2 separate regions of the Capsicum annuum genome follow, and region 1 is linked to region 2. A link is a contact called in public Hi-C data. All regions are on one chromosome and are shown on one strand. The core of a region is the stretch at or near the end of the contact, and the rest is flanking DNA. Distances in the headings are between cores, read along the strand shown.

Region 1 (4,218 bases), core at 1,675-4,174, 490 kb before region 2:
TTAGTAGTGCCTGTAATATTCATTTCTATAATTAGAAAAACTTCCAGTTCTTTTTGTGGATCAGCATTATAGAAGGTTGGTAATCCTTCCATATGCTCATATTTTAAGCAATAAGAGCAACTGCGTACAAAGTTGAGAGAATTTCCATATAAAAGAGCTAGGGATACAAGTAGAGTATGCTGGTCTTACAAGTCGAACAATGTAATAATCATGTGGAGGGTTATGTAGAGATTATTAAAGGGGAGAGCAAACCAAAGGCCAAATGTCTCCTCAGGGCCTTATAAAGTACCTATGCCTAGAAAGCATCTCCTCGAGGCTTTCTGGTATCTTTTGAGGCGCGCTTTCTGAGGCCCCCTCAGGCAACTGATCTTCTGCTTTAGGTGTATCCTCCATTTCAAAACCCTGAAACAATATGAACATCAAATAAGCATCCCCATATAAATGGCAAGATTTTACAAATCAATCATAATGAATAAAAGGTCGACATCAAACTGAAAAGAAAACAAATAGATAATTTATTAATGAAAATAAATAGATTAGTAATAATAACAACTATTGTTTTTGTTATGATTATTGCTTAGATAATAGATGTCCATCAACATGGTCACTATTAGTTGAATAAGTGCTGAATCGCCCAGAAAATCAAGATACCAGGGAATATTTAGACTTTGATTTGTATCAATAATCAAGCTCTCTTTTATTTTGGGACATCAACAAACTACCAGGGAAGCAGTAAAATTTTGTATCTATCACCCAGAAATGGATGATGGAGCTTCAACTAGCCAAATCTCAAGTGTTTGGGAAAATGAGTTTCAAACAGTCGTTAGCAGATTCCAAGAATTTCTTCCCTCTTTATCTCAAAGGAAGAAAAAAAGAACTTTCCTTCTTTATTCACACCAACCAACAACACCTTACCAGATGCTCAATAGCCAGTGAAAATTTAAAATTACACGGGGAAATGCAACAGTCTTAATTTGTTTTGCAGGCTTGAAAGCATGATCATTAATATGATTGAGTTGCACCTTTAGGTTGGGTTCATTATCCACTCTTAAAGCCATATGGGAACATAATACATCAGAAAACTGCACAACTTTGCCCCAATAGAACTCTGAGTCTAAATTTATAAACTTCTGCCAATTATAGAGAAAACAGTAGAATTGGCATTTAAGCTTCACCTTCCACACAAGTCATTTTTTCAACAGCCATCTTCATAATCCTCATTTTCCTCCTCTATTCCAACTCATTTTTCTATTAAATGAGAAAACTCATACATAAAACACCAAGGAGTCAACAATATAACAGTACTACAGTAGCGCATTGCAGAAGCTTTAAATGACCCACAGAATCAAGCAAACAGTCAACAAGCTGGAATTTTTCCGCTATACAAAAAATACAAAAAATAAATAGAGCTACACTCAACAGGTATTCAATTCATTCAAAGATTCTCTAATTTCTTTCTTTTCTATTGACCAATAAGACCCCACAAGGAGCGGTCCTCCAACTGCTCTTGCTCCTATGGTATGAAACACTACTCTCCAATTAACTAACTTACAACAACAACAACAACATACCCAGTTTATTCCCACATAGTGGGGTTGTGGAGGGTAGAGTGTACGCAGACCATACCACTACCTCAGGTGCAGTAGAGAGGTTGTTTCCAATTAACTAACTTATCTCCTTAAATTTTCCTCAGTTAAAATGACTCCCCAAGAAGCAAACGAAATGCCACCTTCATTTGGGTCCTATATTGTAATATGGTTTAACCATTGTCTCATGTACAACATTTCTAAGAAAGGTTCCACCTCATTGATGATTTTATAACGAAATAATCCAAGATCAAGGATCTTCATATTTCTTCAAGACCACAGTATTTTTTATGCTCTAATCATCAGGCAACAAGGATAGGTACGAAAAATCATCTTCATGATACTGTGATACCATATACAAGCCAGAGGCAGATCCTTCACAATTATGAACCTAAAGAAATCCATTTTCTCTGGCATTAGTTTCTCCGGAAGCATGTTCCATATAAGGAACTCACTTCTCATATAAATGAAGTATCATATTTGCTACGCTACTTCACTGTGATTGCTTCCTCTATGTGGCTTCCTCTTTCATATGCAAATCTCTACGACTATCAACACTACCCCAAAAGGCTCAGTAACAGGTCCTAAAAATAGCACTCTTTCATATGCAAATCTCTACGACTATCAACACTACCCCAAAAGGCTCAGTAACAAGTCCTAAAAATAGCACCAAAGGGTATGGCCTAGTAGTCATTAAAGTGGGTTGAGCATCATGAAGTCTCATGTTCAAATCCCGAGACAAAACACTCGAAGATTTCATCACATTTGTTCCAGCATTGGTGGAGGGAGTTTACCTGTTACTTGCTTCTGGTTGAAGGTACCGAGTATCCCCTGGAATTAGTCAGGTGCACACTAGCTGGCACGGGCACCATGGTTATAAAAAAAGAGTCCTAAATCTCATCGTAAATCTCCTAAGCACCCTACTTCAATGTGAATCAAAATCATTTTTTCAATAATCAGCAACTGTAAAAAGGATTTGGACTCCACTTGAAGCAGGGGTTTAATGGTATTTTGACTCAAAAATTGATATGGCATACTGATTACTAGAAAATAGAATAGCTATTGCCTACTGGAAAAAATAAAGACTGTAATGGCAAATTAAATTAAATTAATAACTGAAAAAATAAAAACAAATAAATAGATAAAACAATGAAAAGAAGAAATAAGGAGAAAGAAAAGCCGAAGAAGAAAATACCTGGCCAATTTCGTAATTGAACCCTAGGCGGTGGATGCTGATGATAAACTTGGAGTCGACAGCCGAAAGTCCGAAAGGTAGAGATGTATATGCTCCTTAACTTTTTTTAAAAAAGAAACAGGTCCCAACTTTTATTTTTTCTTCCACTTTGGTCTCTTTCTTTTACTAATACTCACTCCGTCCTAATTTATAAGTACTCCATACCTCTTATATTACTCGACATGTTCACTAAAATAAAATTTATCTCAAAATAATTAATATTTTTAAATAATCAAGACATAATTAGATATTTTATCCAACTTTATCCTTAATGAATAACTAACTCAAAAGGTAATGACAATATTTAATGTGAGTTTAATAGGACCATATTAGTTAATTTGCACCTTTATTAATTTTCCGTTAAGAGTTATACAGTAATTAAATATGTCAAATAATATTAGACAGAGGGTGTATAAGTTAGTTTGACTTGACACGGAGTTTAAGAAAAAAAAAATAGATTTTTGAAACTTGTGATCTAAAAAAGTCATAGATGTTTGTGTGACTATAAATTATTTTATTAAGGATAAAGTAAATATTTTAAAAATAAATTATTACTAGATTTTAAAATATTTCATTTCTTTTTAGACCGAATAAAAAGGAAAGTGAGTTATATAAACTGGAACAACAGGAGTAATAAAATAGGGATGTTGTCACCTAGGGGTGGGATGATAATGTAGATATAATAATTTAAATTTTTAAATATCACGATATTATGATATTTAATAAATATTTTAAAAAAATTAATATTGTTACCGTATTCAATATTTATTAAAAAATCAAATATTGTATCGACATATACAATTGCATATACAATTTGTATAGTATGATATTATAATATCAACTTACATAAAACAGCGTTAGTACATAATTAAATACTTAGTATTTTGATTACTCTATCTTAATTGAAATGTCATTTTTGTGTAATTATTAACAAAGAGAATTATTGATACGTGTTAATATGATATAATTGGAGCTTTTTTTTCGCTAGAGAAAGTCCTAATTCTCCATTATATTATTATATGTAAGTTGAAACCGAGAAAATCATGGTTACTGCTTTACCATATCACAAAATGTCATAATCAAACTTTGAAATACCTAACCACATTGAATTAATTTGGTGTGGTAATAATATAATATTTTTTAAAAACTTAATATTGTACCATATTGTAACACCCAAAAGTTTCAACGCAAAATTGGTATGAACCTACAAGTTAAGTCACAACTCTTGCTCCCAACCTACGACTCGTGATCTGAGTCTCGATATCAGACGCTAACAACTTTTTATGCATTTTAAAGGTTTATTTGGTCATTTTTAAGTTTTAAAACCCTACATACGTTGTTTTGACTTTTTTAGGGAATTAAAGGGAAATCAGTTTACTCAGCCTTCATTATGATTGA
Region 2 (4,179 bases), core at 680-3,179:
AGTTAGAACTAAAGAGTTTCTAGAAAAGGAAAGAGACTTTCCTTTTTGAAATGGACTAAATATGAAAGTAAGATGAACAAATTGAAATATAGGCAGAATTCCTTTTTGGTTTATTACAGTATGGATTTTTTCTTCTAAAGTTTAATTATAGCACCAATGATAGGTATATGTAAACCCCCAAAGAAAAATTGTTAGACTGCAACTTGACTTGTTTTGGAGTGAAATAGGCTCAAATAGAGCAAAGTGGATATAAATGATTAAAATAGCCAACTTCGACTCTCCTAGAGCAGAGTGGATATAGATGATTCAAATAACTGAGTTTAAGTCTCCAGCTAGTTTAGGGTGCAGATGTTGTTGAAATATGCAGCTTCACATGAACATTTTGAAGATATTGCATTGTCACAGTCTTTATGTTAAAGGACCTTGCAGTGTTAATGAATTCGTATTGGCATGAAATGGATCCCAGTTGAATAAAACTGATATAAAAGACCGACCCAATCAACCAACGAGTTTGGACTGGCGCATAGCTATTGATATCAATGAATTATGCAGCATGATACCTTGTGGTTTAAACTTTAAAAGAGAGTTTGACAGTTCCATAACTGTTGATATTGGCAGGAAGGTTCTTCCTATACTTGAATGGTTTTTGCCGAGCTTAATCTCTCTAACAACTTAGACTGACATCGTTGATGTTTATGTAGATCAAAGATTTATGTAAGATCATCCCACGACAAATAAAGGCTGAAAATGCAGTTTCTGTAATCAGACAAACAATTGAAAAACTCATTGCAAAGTGCAAAGAGATTGTAGAATCTAAGGGTGAGAGAATTAATGAGGATGAGTACGTGAATGACAGAGATCCAAGCATTCTTCGGTTTTTGCTTGCTAGCCGTGAAGAGGTTGTCCAAAATTTTAACTCATTTATTACTTAACTAGCAGAATTTCCTATCTGTTAATGGATTACAAAACTTTTTTGAAATTGAGCTTATTTTTGGTCAATAGCATTATCTATGGTATGTTAATGTGAATTATAGTTATTACCACTGTTTGAAGTTCTCATGCAATCATAGTCATAGCTCTCGAAGGTGTGGTTTAGAGGTCAAAGTGGGTGAAAATCATAGGAGATCAGGGTTCAGATCTCAACTAATACAAAAAATGCTATGTGATTTCTTCCCATCTGCCTAAATCTTGTTTGGCAGTGTTACTAGGTATCTATGCTGGTAGCAGGTACTCAATGGTGTGTGCAAGTTGGCCTTGACACCACAACTATGCAAAGAAAATTCTTAGAACATTCTTATAGGATTATATTCTCTTTTTCCTTGTAAAGTCTAGCAACATAAAGGGGGCAGCCTAGTGCATGGAATATTGTTCGCGGGGTTTGGGAAAGGATGTTCCCCGAAGGGGTGTGAAGTAGGCCCTATCATGACTCAAGTAACAGTTGGTTGATTCCATTATTTGAACCCATCACCTATAAGTCACACAATGACAACTTTATCTTTTCTCCAATGCCCACGTTGAAGTCTGGTAGAACAAAGATGAATCAAAATATGTTTTGTATTTTTAACTGTTGGTACTTGGTCGCTTTGTTAATAATTATAGATCAGCCAACCTAAGATACACATTGCGTGCATATAAATATTCCACATGGTGTCTCATTAGCTTAAAGGAATACTTCTTCATTAATCCTTAATGATTTGACGGCTCTTTAGGACGACAAACATCACCAGTGGCACCCACATGAGGCCTCACCCATTATGTAGTGCTTTCAACATTCAAACTGGTGTAATCCCAAGAATCTCATCTTGAGCTTATACCTAAACTTTTTTTAATGATACGGCGACCACCGAGAATGGAATCCTCATGGTTCTCACATTTGGTGCTCATGCCAATGAGCAGGATTTTTGAAGAAAGAAAGTCTCTTCCCTCCTTCTCTGCCATTGTCTATTATTAAATGAATTATGTGCAGTCCAATTTCTTGTACAATGATGATAAACTTAAATTAGTGCCTATACCCTTAGTTTCGTGAAGGAATAACGTGTACACATTTGATCTATCTTAGTACTACATAATTTGAACTTTTACTCCCCCCTCCCCCGGTTGGATTTGTTGCTTCTTTTTTTTTGGGGGGGGGGGGGGGGCGGGGGAATTGACTTGCGCATTTCTAACAAGTTTCATAATTTGACATTAATTTAGTAACATGGTGCCTTATACAACGTCCTTATTTCAGTAAGGAGTTGCTGCCTTTTCTCCTAAAATGTAGGAGAAAATACTTTAGTGAACAAAAAATTGGACATTTTCATCTTTTCTTATGGCCAATCCCTTCTTAAATCATTATGTGGCCATATAACATTCAATCATCCGAAAGGATTTGATCAAGGATATAACACTGATTTTGGAGCTCTAAAAGAAGAATTAGATCCTGTTCAAGGTCTTCTTTCACATAGATCTGTGTTTAGGAAAGGTCATTTTTCCTTTTTTCTCTGATTTTGCCAATGTTTTTGGTGTTGCACCTGCACATTTTTTTGTTTGATTTGTGCTCTTTAGTTCAGGTGTGATTTGGTCTCCTCAAGACGGCGTACCGTATATATACTCTACTCTTTTTGTATCAATTTTATTGTCAAATTTCTTTTCATTTTGCTTTTGTCCGTTCAAATTTCGTCTTTGAGAAAACTTTGAAAATGATGTCTTTTTCTTTTTGAGATAAAACTCCAAAAATGATGTATATTGTTAATCTTGGGGATTTATGATGTTGATCAGTAATGGAATGATTTTGTCTGCTGTGAGCTGGTTTTTTACCGCGCATTACTTGGTGATGTGATTAAAGGAAAATTCACTATAATTTGAGATTTTGTTGCTATGATTGGTCAATTTGTTAGTTTTGCGGTGTGATTCCTTATAGTGAATTTCATCATTTAGTGTGGTCTTTTGATGAACTATTACATCAGCCTAGATGTTTTATGAACCCATTGTGTATTCACTAAATGGAGGTTGGTTATCTGACTGATTTGTCTTGGTCTTCTTTCGCATAGAATTGTGTTTAGAAAAAGTCTTTTCCTCTTTTTCTCTGATTTTGCCATTGTTTTCTGTGCAACACCTGCACATTTTTTTCATCTGATTTGTGCTCTTTAGTTGTGGTGTGATTTGATTTAGTTAACTAGTGTCTCATTGTTGTTGTCCCTATTGCCTTGCATTTGATCATTACTGCGTTTAACATGTAGAGTCATTTTGATTGCCAAATCTATAAGCATCATCATCAATTCTAATTTTCTTCTTTTTTCCACAGGTATAAAATTGAGAGTTGAATGAAGACTAACTGCAAGCTCAACAAATTGTTGGTACTTTGGAAGAAATCTCTACATATCTATCTTAGTCTAGGATACGAGTAATATTTAATACTTTGCCAAGGTGATATTACCTTAATATAATTTTAGTTTTCTTAATTTGTATGATTGTGGATGATTTTATCATTATCTGGCATGTTTTATAATTTTATTTTCAATTTATTAAATTCTAATTTAAAAAATAATATCATTATGAAATAATTAAGTGTTTTCTTGTAATTAGTGACAAAAGATTTTATTATCAAAGGTAATTTTTAGCAACAATTAAATTAGACTTTTAAGATATATTTTTGTCACAAAAGAAACTGTTTCGTCAGAAGTTTGATTATATTTAGTGATAAATGTATTTGTATTAAATCTTTCTTTTTATTTGATACAAATTAATTTTGTATTTTGTGACAATCGTAATTGTCGGCAATCATAAAATTTAGTGACAATTCTATACCGTCGGTAAAAAACAAAAATTATTTTTAGTGACAAAATAATAGATTTAATTGCAAAATTATTTAGTTTTATTATAATAATAATTTTGTCACTAATTCATACATTTAAGGATGAAAATATTTGTTGTATACAAAAAGTTGTCATTAGTAATGAAAATATACTTGTTCAACCACGAAATATATTTAACTCGAGAGACAATTTGTGTCGTTGTTGATTGAACTAAATAACTAGGGACGAAGAAATTTTGTCGGTATTAATGACTTTTTAATGACAAAAGCATATCATCAACTACAAAAAATTATATTTTTATGACAAACAAATTCGTCATAAATGTTACATTTGGGGACAATTTTTTTTTGTAGTTAATTTAATTTTTTTAGCGATGAAGCACTGA

Evidence for each region. Hi-C and Micro-C count contacts between places; a contact is called where the count stands out from the background.
Region 1: a Hi-C map of leaf shows a contact between it and region 2, with 4 times the contacts expected there. The contact joins the promoter of LOC107851083 here to the enhancer-like site in region 2. A contact is called at or near these places in 2 of 5 Hi-C or Micro-C datasets (leaf and placenta).

What each region holds. Positions count from the first base shown.
Region 1 is chr12:142,559,704-142,563,921 of UCD10Xv1.1, reverse strand. It overlaps LOC107851083 (OVARIAN TUMOR DOMAIN-containing deubiquitinating enzyme 5), which reads right to left and starts at 2,924. Exons shown (of 3, transcript XM_016695989.2): 1 at 2,782-2,924; 2 at 290-402. The coding sequence starts at 393.
Region 2 is chr12:142,068,766-142,072,944 of UCD10Xv1.1, reverse strand. It overlaps LOC107851140 (a long non-coding RNA gene), which reads left to right. Exons shown (of 6, transcript XR_007047946.1): 5 at 702-899; 6 at 3,284-3,514. Among protein-coding and RNA genes, the nearest start is that of LOC107851140, 7.0 kb to the left of the region's middle. Within about 2 kb of position 1,929, at least 2 of the 5 cell types and tissues checked have an H3K27ac peak or open chromatin away from gene starts, as enhancers often do. A contact at or near this core is called in leaf, where this site is marked.